Linked DNA regions of Triticum aestivum: region 2 is linked to region 1. Evidence: chromatin contacts called from public Hi-C data. All regions are on one chromosome and are shown on one strand. Each heading gives the region's core, a stretch centred on a gene start, on an enhancer-like site or on the middle of the called end of the contact. The rest is flanking DNA. Distances are from core to core; before and after follow the strand shown.

The links. A called contact is a pair of places that touch in the nucleus more often than the background predicts.
Region 2: a Hi-C map of leaf shows a contact between it and region 1, with 6 times the contacts expected there. The contact joins the promoter of LOC123189571 here to the promoter of LOC123189568 in region 1. A contact is called at or near these places in 3 of 5 Hi-C or Micro-C datasets (all in leaf).

Annotation. Positions count from the first base shown.
Region 1 is chr2A:585,256,530-585,261,946 of IWGSC CS RefSeq v2.1, forward strand. It overlaps LOC123189568 (elongator complex protein 3), which reads right to left and starts at 2,636. Exons shown (of 9, transcript XM_044602012.1): 1 at 2,089-2,636; 2 at 1,731-1,800; 3 at 1,445-1,617; 4 at 1,168-1,342; 5 at 851-1,017; 6 at 507-726; 7 at 312-416; 8 at 1-15. The coding sequence starts at 2,576. LOC123189569 (26S proteasome non-ATPase regulatory subunit 6) reads left to right here and starts at 2,767. Exons shown (of 8, transcript XM_044602013.1): 1 at 2,767-3,024; 2 at 3,118-3,232; 3 at 4,057-4,147; 4 at 4,239-4,384; 5 at 4,478-4,697; 6 at 4,782-4,890; 7 at 5,018-5,186; 8 at 5,304-5,417. The coding sequence starts at 2,883.
Region 2 is chr2A:585,602,860-585,608,276 of IWGSC CS RefSeq v2.1, forward strand. It overlaps LOC123189571 (plant UBX domain-containing protein 1), which reads left to right and starts at 2,017. Exons shown (of 8, transcript XM_044602015.1): 1 at 2,017-2,305; 2 at 3,636-3,738; 3 at 3,829-3,897; 4 at 4,025-4,098; 5 at 4,794-4,923. The coding sequence starts at 2,153.

The DNA.
Region 1 (5,417 bases), core at 1,386-3,885:
GCCAATAAGGATATCCTGTAGAATTTAGAAAAGGAAAGTGTGAGTCGCAAGATCAAAAGGATAAGGGGCCTGGTGATAAACTCTATGCAACAGTAGCAATCTCAGGAGCACACTATACAAGCAGAACAGATTAAAACTTTCTTGGTACAAGTGAAACCAACAAGGCAATAACTACGTGGATAATAAGTTTAAAAAAATCCAACCCATGTAAAAGGGAATTGACCATGATTACATTGGAAAAATCCATGCCTATTTAGGAATGCAGCATAAACCATATCATATTTTCACATCCCATCCGAGATATTGAGTACCTGTCGTGTATCCTCATACGAGAGAAAGGTCTCCCAGCCGTCATTTGCGGCATAATCACGCCTGACAAGCTCTACTTCATCAGGCCTGATCTTGTGATGGATATCCTGTGTGGAGAAGCACAACAAGAAAGATGAGGATACATCCTTAATCAATTAGAAGCACATGGCAGTGACTTCACAGAGCCCCATATTTACCTGAATTCCAGCCTCACGTGTTCTGACATCTCTGCATTTCAAGCCCAAGTCTTCCATTCGAGCCAAAGCAAGCTCACGCAGGTTACCTTTCTCGACACCGGAAGTAACAAGTGGCATAGGGATATCTCTCTGGACCCGATAGACTCGTGTCCATGGTGGTACCATCGACAAAATCCTTGCTACAATATCCACTAGCAGCTCTGGTGGGTAGTTTCTATACCTGCAACACAACAGATGTCACCAGTATATAAGTTCTCAATTCTCACTCTCAAACTTTAGAACCGAAAGACTGATCATAAGATCAAGCAGGAAATAAAATATCAAGCGCTGGATAAATATAGTACCTTCCAGTTTTCCATAGCTCATAAAGACCAGTTCCACGAATCACAAGAGTTGGATAGATCTTTAGACCATCTGCTCGGAATGCTGGATTTTCAAAAAATTCTCTGAAACTTTCCATATCTCTCTCAACTCCAACATTAGGTAAATCTGGCATCATGTGCGCAACCACCTATCAACAGGTAAATCATCATTTATTAGGACAACTGCGCAAGTCATAATCCAAGCTAGAAGACACCTCATTCTGATGCTACCAACCTACTGTTCAAGCAACAAGGAAATGAATTGAACAAGAGGAATTAGCAGGCCGGTGAGCAATAACCTTAAAACCAGCATCTTTTGCTAATGAAAAACAATCAGCAACAGCAGCTACAGTGTGGCCTCTGTTTGTGTCACGTGCAACATCCTCATATGTACTCTGAACACCAATTTCTAAGCGGGTACATCCATAAGATAGCATCTGCCGCAAATGAGGCCCCAGGCAATAATCAGGTCTCCTGGAATAAAAAGACTAATTAGATGTTGTTTCATGGGAAAAATAACAGGGGATTTTTTCAAATGCAACCAAGAAGAATGGATATATGTTGAACGACCCTTACGTCTCAATTGTCATACCGATACATTTGACAGCACTATGTTCTGAATAACAAACCGCCTCCTCAACATTAGCAGAAGTATGCCCCGATAAAGCATCATGGAGATTTCTGATGAAATAATCACGATAATCAGCTGGTAAAGACATGAAAGTCCCACCCATCAAAATGAACTCGACCTGCAAAAGAGTATATTTGAATTACCTTGCACTTAGAATGCATCAAGTATAAGTAGATTGAGCATGAAATCACTCAAAGCAAGATGAAATAGTTTCTTGGGCTAGGGACAAACCTTATCCGCACTATGACCGAGCCTTTTGAGCTGATCTATCCTGCTTCTGGCCTGCACATATGGATTGTACCTACAATTGCAACTCCAGATCGGTAAATACATTTTCAAAAGCATCTCTAGAAAGCAGTCAAAATGATAAGAGTACTTGTATAGATACATCGCTCAACACAACCTGTGGCTATTAGATTTTTATGCGCAGAGATCAAATAGATCACTAGTGAAACCTTGTTTGCACTAATTAACAGTCCAATGAGACACAATTTTCAGTCACATAGGAAGGATTCAATTGCAATGCAAACTGAAGCATGCATTTTGTATTTCTAACAATGTGTTAACAGCATTAGTAGTAGTAAATCACCTTGCCCGGATAGCGCGCATGCTGGTGGGCTCGTATCCAGTGTAGGACTGGGTGCTGTACTCGAAGTCGGAGTCGGGGCCTCCCGGGCAGTAGACGCAGATGTTCCCCGTGGTGGCGATGTGGGGGCACCGGTGCGGCTTGGACATCACGGCGACCACCGCGATGCCCGAGGCCGTGCGCACGGGCTTGGCGCGCAGGCGGGGCAGCAGCGCCGCGCGGTCCGCCTCCGGCACGGCGGCGATCATCTCCACCAGCTTGGGCGCGCGGGCGAGCCCGTAGCGGCGGCACGCGGCCGACTTGAGCGCGTTGAGGTCCACGTCCTCCCCGCGGCGCGAGAGCTCGCCCATCTCCGACACGATCTCCGCGATGGCCCGCACCCTCGCCTCCTCCTCGGAGAGCCCCGCGGGCAGCACCACGCCCCCGCGCCCCGGCGTCGGCTTCCGGCGGCGCGGCTGGTCGGCCGCGGCCGCGGCTACGGCGGCGGCCATCGGGAAGGGTTTCGGCGAAGGGTTTTTTTTGGCCTCGGAGGGACGAAACTGGAGTTGGGCTCGGTCGGTGTCTGGCCTTTGCCTTCTCTACCGGCCGGTTCGACCCTTCTCCGCCCAGCACAGCCGTCAGATCGCGAACGGACGGTGCCGATTAATACACGTCGAACCAGAATGTAAACTAGTATAGGCCAGTAATTAAATCCTTCTGCTCACGGGAAAATCCTTTCTCCTCTGCTCTGCTCTGCTCTCTCCCCCCATCTCTTGCGGCAGAAGCAAAGCGCGGCGAGGCGAGCGTGCGGCGGCGAGATGGACGGCGGCGGCGAGGAAGGGAAGCAGCAGCCGCAGCTGGTTCTGGCGCACAAGCTGTTCCTCCTCTCGCAGCCAGACGTGGACGACCTCGCCAAGGTCGGCCTCCGCGATGACGTCCTCGCCGCAGTGAAATCCGATGGTACCAAACCCCGCCTCCTCCTCGAATCTGCTTCCTCACCCGTGGGTCGGTTTAGGGTGGTCTGATTCGATCCGATGCGCTTGTTTTTTCCAGACATGGCGGCGCTGTACGAGTCGCTGGCGGCCGACGGCGTGCTGGAGATGGACGCGGCGCTGCTCGCGGAGATGCGCGGCCGGATCGAGGAGGAGACCAAGAAGTTCGACGAGAAGTGAGTGGATCTCTCCGGCCTATCCTTTTTCATGCTCGAATTTCAGGCTACTTTCTAGGGTTTCAAATACTCCTGCCGTCGATACATCTAACATAGTTTGACCACTCCATATAGATTATCTGATAATTTAGCCCTTAGAAACCCACAGTGTTACGAGCTCTAGACTGTGATTGTGCAATTCTTCATTTGTTCTTGATGCTCCTGTTGTTTCTCAGCATTATAATAACTAGTACTAACTAGTATTCGCCCTTCCAATATTGCCAAATTTGGATGTCTTAAAAACTACTAGTACTACCAAATTTCTTTTTCCTATAATATTGATACAGTTTGTCTAATTCACATCTAAATATTTTCTAAGGATGTCATCTAAGCTCCCACAAATAAGGCAGCAACAAGGAACAAAAAAAAAAGCTGGGACAAAAAAAAAATAGACCACAAACATAGTGGACATCAGGCTATGTCACATCTAGATGTGTCCTAGACAGACCCTGATTGATATCATGAGATATGAAGGGCATACTAAAATGTGCTGGTTTAAGGTTACTGATGGACAACCATCTAGATCAGTAGTGGAACAGCAGCTGATAGTAAATAGAGAATTGATGTGTACACAAACAAATTACTGGTCTCCAGAAAGGTCTGCAGTTTAAGCAGTCAGAATTTTTTCTGCAAAGATTGAAAATGTGCACTCTTGTTATCTAGACTCTGAACTTGTGAAGTGTATCGCTTCTTTTTCCCACCTTCTGTTTCATCTGAATCTGCATTATGTTGGTTTTGTTCTTGGCTTCTACTGCTTAATATCATTCAACTATCTATGCATAAAGGATCGCGGATGCTGAAGAGAATTTGGGTGAGAGTGAAGTGCGTGAAGCCCATCTAGCCAAATCCTTGTACTTCATAAGGGTTGGCGAGAAGGCATGTCTACATATCTAATGTCTTCCACCGTGTTAGGTTTTCGTTATATGTTTTAGATATTTTCTTCTGACCTAAATATCCAAAATTTCAGGAAAAAGCGCTGGAGCAGCTTAAAGTTACTGAAGGCAAAACTGTAGCTGTGGGGCAGAAGATGGATCTTGTTTTCTACACTTTACAGATTGGCCTTTTCCATATGGACTTTGATCTCATCTCAAAGTCCGTTGACAAGGCCAAAATGTAAGTATGAAGTCTTGTAGTTTAGCTATTTGCTACTGTACTTGTTTTGCATTATGATGTGTAATACTGAGCAACCTCCTTTCCTGATCGAAGCTTGTTTGAAGAGGGTGGTGATTGGGAGAGGAAGAACAGATTGAAAGTGTACGAAGGCTTGTACTGCATGGCCGCTAGAAATTTCAAGAAGGCTACTAGCTTATTTTTGGATTCCGTTTCAACTTTCACAACTTATGAGTTGTTCCCCTATGATACCTTCATCTTTTACACGGTCCTTACAAGTGTTATCACATTGGACCGCGTATCACTGAAACAAAAGGTACGTATTCATCTTTTCTCCTTCAAGTGTGCTTGTTTAACTTGAATGTGGATAGAATACCTATTTTAACAATAATGTTGACAGGTTGTAGACGCACCTGAGATCCTGGCTGTAATTGGCAAAGTACCTCACCTCTCGGAGTTTCTCAATTCCCTCTACGATTGCCAGTACAAGTCATTTTTTGTGGCATTCTGTAAGTGAAGGATCACTTTATCCTGTCATATTCTTGTGTTTATTCTGATGAGCAGTAATGCTTGTTTGGCTGTTCTGGTGGGGTTAGCTCTTTGGGTTTGTCATATCTGGTTCATGTTTGTTTTCAGCTGGCCTGACGGAGCAGATCAAGTTAGACCGATACTTGCAACCACATTTCCGCTACTTCATGCGTGAAGTGCGCACTGTTGTCTATTCACAGTTCCTTGAGTCATACAAGAGTGTGACGATGGAAGCAATGGCTGCCTCATTTGGTGTGACAGTTGATTTCATAGACCAGTAAGAATTTTTGTTGATGTTATTACTCTTGCATGTCATGCATCATCTCCTGGTGCTGATACTGTGTATGTCTGTATGATATAATTGATGTGGCTAACCTTTTTTCTCCCAACACAGGGAATTGTCGCGCTTTATTGCTGCTGGGAAACTTCACTGCAAGATTGATAAGGTTGCTGGTGTCCTGGAGACGAACCGACCTGATGCACGTAATGCCTTCTACCAGTCGACCAT
Region 2 (5,417 bases), core at 767-3,266, 350 kb after region 1:
CTTGATCACATTGTACACATTATGATGATGTCCTATCGAGTGGGCCCAGAGATACCTCTCCGTCACACGGAGTGACAAATCCCAGTCTCGATTCGTGCCAACCCAACAGACACTTTCGGAGATACCCATAGTGCACCTTTATAGCCACCCAGTTACGTTGTGACGTTTGGCACACCCAAAGTATTCCTACGATATCCGGGAGTTGCACGATCTCATGGTCTAAGGAAATGATACTTGACATTAGAAAAGCTTTAGCATGCGAACTACACGATCTTGTGCTATGCTTAGGATTGGGTCTTGTCCATCACATCATTCTTCTAATGATGTGATCCCGTTATCAATGACATCCAATGTCCATGGTCAGGAAACCGTAACCATCTATTGATCAACGAGCTAGTCAACTAGAGGCTTACTAGGGACATGGTGTTGTCTATGTATCCACACATGTATCTGAGCTTCCTATCAATACAATTCTAGCATGGATAATAAACAATTATCATGAACAAGAAAATATAATAGTAACTAATTTATTATTGCCTCTAGGGCATATTTCCAACATTCGGTCATTCCCGACCTCGACCCGACCCCAGTTTCCCATCTCCCAGCCTCCACAGGCAACACCACCACCAGTCCATGATGCAACCACCACCTCCATGCCTCCCACGCAGTGACCATTAACCGCCACAATGCCTTGCAACGCGAAGCCTTCTGCTCTCGCAGGTCCCAGTGCACTGCTGCTCTACCTAGCCACTGTGTCGCCTACAACCAGACGTTGCGCGCCACCTGGAACCATGTGCCGATCGTCTCGTCCTAGGCCAACTTGCACCCCGTGGATGAGCTCCAGTGACGACAAAAGCCTCCATCTTATCCGATGCGACACCACAACCAACCCATGTTCTCATTCGACATTTCCACATCTAGAGCCAATGTTTTTCTCACCATGCCATATTTCGGGTAATCAAGGCTACCCGAACCAAATTTTCGGGCACCCGAATTGTTGGGTAGCTATTTTTTTAAGGATTTTTTGGGTGTTAATTTTGGAAACCTGAATCTTTTTTACCCGACCTGATTGTTTGGGTAAAGTTGAACGCCCAGGCTAAGATAGTGGAGGAAGGGATAGGGTTGACTTTTTGTGGGAGTTGAACGAAATGAGAGGGTCATGTAAAAATATTTCGTGGGTTGCCTTTGTGTCGTATGCAACGGATGCCTATTTGTGTGAGATTTTCGCGGCTAGGCGGAGGCCTCCTTTTAAAAGAATATTCCTAGCATCCAGGTAGCTCTACTCTTTCCCATCCATGAACCAAACAACTAGCGTTTAGACAAAAAAAGGGCTACCCTTGTCTCGGGGTGGGATAGCCCAACAACCAAACGCACCAAATCAAAGAACCCTCACTTCCATTCCTCTAATTTACCTATACTTTCCTTTCAAAATAAAACGCAAATGAATCATAAGAGAAAAAAAATCATAAGAATCTAACCCTACAAATGAAATGAAACGATCAACATAGTTTTTTTTCCTCTTTAAATTAAACAACCCTCGCTTCCCGCACACCAACAATTGAATATTATTCAATAGTTTCCATTCCTCTGATTTATCTATACTTAAACGCAGATGAATCCTAAGAGAAAAAATCCAAAAAAAATCTAACCCTACAAATGAAACGATCAACATTGGTTTTTTCCTCTTTAATTTAAATTAAAAAACCCTCACTTCCAGCACACCAGCAATTGAATATTATTCAATAGTTTCCATTTCTATGATTTACCTATACTTACCTTTCTCGCTCCGATGTTTTACACCATTCATATAATATATTTTACCCGCGTTCCAAACAGGACTCAGGGCCACTTCTTTGTGGCCCCCACATATCTTCCAATAAAATCCGGCAAAAAGAAAACGATATCTTCCACGAAAAGATTCACCACTCGCCCGGGGCCCGGGTGTCAGACTCCGCAACTCGGCCGCGCCCCCCACCGTGCCACACAAACCAGTATAAAAGGGGCTACGGTCACGCGCCTGCATGCACCAGCACCAGTACCTTTACCAGACCCGACCCGACCTGCAGCCGAGGCCCCACCTGACCTCCCCCCCGCGGTGCCCCGTCACGAAGCCGGTTCCCTGACGGTGCCACGAAGGCCGTGTCCGACCCCGATGGAAGCAGAGTACCCCCAAATAAACCCTCTCCTCCTCTGCTCCAGGCGCCGGAAAAGGGTGGAGGACGAGGGAGGGCTCGAGCTGCTGCTGTCCATGGATCTCGACGAGGAGGAGACGCGCCCGGAGCAGCAGGCGCCGCCCCGGGTTCCGGTACATCTCCCCTCCCTACCTCCCTCTCGCGCCTCCGTCTCTTGGGTTTCTTGGGCGAGTTCTTTGGCGGGGTGGAGTTCTTGGAGGGATGGGTACGGTGAAGGCCGCGCGATCTTGGGTGGGGGGCGGAGTTCTTGGCGGCGGGATGGGCGGCGTAAAGCGAGGATTCGCGCCTGGGATCGGGCGGTGGGCGCGCTCTTTCCTGATTCTTTGCGTCGGGGGTTAGCATCTTAGCGGGGCGTTCTTGGCTGGAAAGGGCGCCGAGATGGTGCGCTGGTTCGTGGGCATTGGTGCGTTGTGCTAGAGATTGCAGTTCTTGATGCTTCTTTACCTGCCAACTTTGTGTATGGAGGAGTGATTCCATACTTGTACAGCCGCATGGTGGGTGATTGGGGAATCCGCCTGGCTGGATGTATGCCTTGCGGAAGACGAGTTCTTTGACCTAGGTTTTAATCAATGGGTTCTTTCAATTGAGGGTTCGTCTTTATTGCTGTTGGCAGCACGAGGTTTCAAGGGGGAAATAGGCTCTGTAGATCTGTTAAGGTCCAAAAAGATTTTGTAGATCCCAGCAAATGAAGTGCCTGTTATTGTTTCTTTGTGTGAGATTGCTGGCAACATACTTGAAACTGAAGGATTAACATTTTACCACGGCATGCTGTAGCCTCTATGGTTTGCATTTGAGAGATTCTGTCTGTATGAACATTGATGGCCATGACAAGTTTAGGGGCCATCTGTAGCTTCGTCTACGTGAAGCTCTTTATGTTCTCACAATGCCTTGGTCGTGCTAGGCATATATGGTTATCGGTTGATTGGCAGAAAAGCAGTACTGTATCTTGGGACAAGTTTGGAGGGAGGCTGCCAGGTGCTCTGCAAAACACCGTAATGGCTGAAACCTACATGCTGTCAACTTGTTATTGACAACATCAATACTCTTTTGCTTGCCCTGTGATAGATGCTCAATTATTCGTAATTGTGTGCCCTCTGGTGTCAAATATAATCGAAAGCTGTCTTTGAACTTCAGAAAGACATCTGTGGCTTCATTTCGAATACATTTTTGTGCCGTATTTTTTCTCACATTGATCCTTTTTCGAATAAGCACCCATGAGTCTGTAGACTTTTCTGCTCAGGCGGTTGGTTTATACTTTGTGTCCAAATCATCGATAGGTTGATAATTATATGAAGTGTAAAACAATCAGTTGTAGCACTTGTATTCATCTGCCCATGAAAGACTGTTCTTCTTTGGTCAGAACCTCTGTGTTATGATTTTCCATGAATAGAAAAGTAAAACGTAAAATGAAGTCTGACAACTACATTTTCTTCAAAATCACAGGACAAGCTGAAAGCAGTGTCACAAGAGCTTGGACATGAGATCCGGATATTTACAAGCACAACATTTGAGCTAATGACTAGCAAATTGGCCAAGGCAGATCAGGGTAAATCCTTTTACTTGCTTTTGCTTTACTCAATTCTATTATGTGTCTTTATGGTAATTGCATTGTGACATGAAAACATGGTTCATGCAGAGGAAGACGATGACTTTTATGAGCTTCAGCCTAGTGATTATTACAAGTTGATTTCAAATAGGCTTGCAGGTTACTTAAATACTCTCTTGATATTGTCTGGGAACATTTACATTTATTACTTAAACATCCTACTTGGCATTGTCCAAGCTTTCTAATTTCTTAACTGTAACAATGTTTAAAATTTGACACCTTGCAGAACAATCGAAAGTTCTGAAGACTCGTAAAATAAGGGAAGCAGAACTTGCTGCTCAACGAGCAAGGCTAACAAAGGTAGGAAGGAATATGATGCACTATGCTACTGTTTAATTATTATGATTATGTAGGAGTGGCATAGCACTTGTACTAATACCACTTTTCATCTTCTAGCTCATTGTATTTTGCTTATTGATTTTATCTAGCCTTATATTAACAGTACCTCCGGACATGTTCTAAGGGAAAATTTGTTTCGTAGAATAAATATATCTGCAAAGTCTAGCTGCTGGCATGTGAAATCCTATGAAGAAATACTTCAAATGATGCACATTGTTTGGATTACTCCCTCCGTTTCTTTTTACTCCACGTATAAAATTTGGTCAAAGTCAAACTACACAAAATTTGACCAAATTTATATCGAAAAATATGAACATATATAATACTAAAACTATATAGTAGTATGAAAATACATTTCATGGTGCATCTGACAATATTGATTTCATATTGTGAATGATGATATTTTTCAATACAAAGTTAGTCAAACTTTTAAAAACTTGACTTTTACCAAACCTTATACTCGGACTAAAAAGAAACGGAGGGAGTATTTATATTTCAAAGTAGCTTCTTTTGCCTTTCCTTATTAATTCAGTATTACTAATTTAGTAGTAGAAAGTTCCCTGTGTCATCCTCATTTAATTGGTTTATGTGTTCGTCCCTCTCTGAATCTAGTTTCAGGGCAAATTCCATTTTGTTGCTAACCTTCTTAACTGTAGGCAGTGGCGAGGGTTCGATTCCCTGATGGTTACATTCTTGAGGCTGAGTTCCATCCATCAGAGACGGTACATAGTCTGGTGGATCTTCTCATGAAAGTAATTGCTAGACCAGACCTGCCATTCTATCTTTGTAAGTTCCACTTCTCTTTTCAGATGATGTAGAGTTTGACAAGTAATATTTTCCCTCTCCTCGTTTCCTGTTCACCAGTTCCTTTCATTTCACCCTGGTTCGGTTAAGATTGGCTCAGTGTTACCAATGATAATACATTTGTGTATGAGTAGCAAACGTATATGTTGACAATCATGACAAACAGGAAAACTACTAGTGCCCTATAAATAGTTCGATGGTCTAGCATCATGTGAACAAAATTTCAGTGCTCTGAGCAAAGGGTTTTACATATTTTTATTAATCGATTGTTATGAAGTGCTATAAATTAATCAAAAACAGTTTGGTATGCAACTATTTACAGCACCGACTTGTCGAGCTCCTAAGTACCCAAATGTGAAAGTGCTCTGATTGTGTGGTCTTTTGACAAGCTTGGTCACATTATCATTTTCTTGTGCCCTTGATTTGAATATCACCAGTGTCCAAATTGTTGCCAGCTTGATGTTGCATGTTTTAGA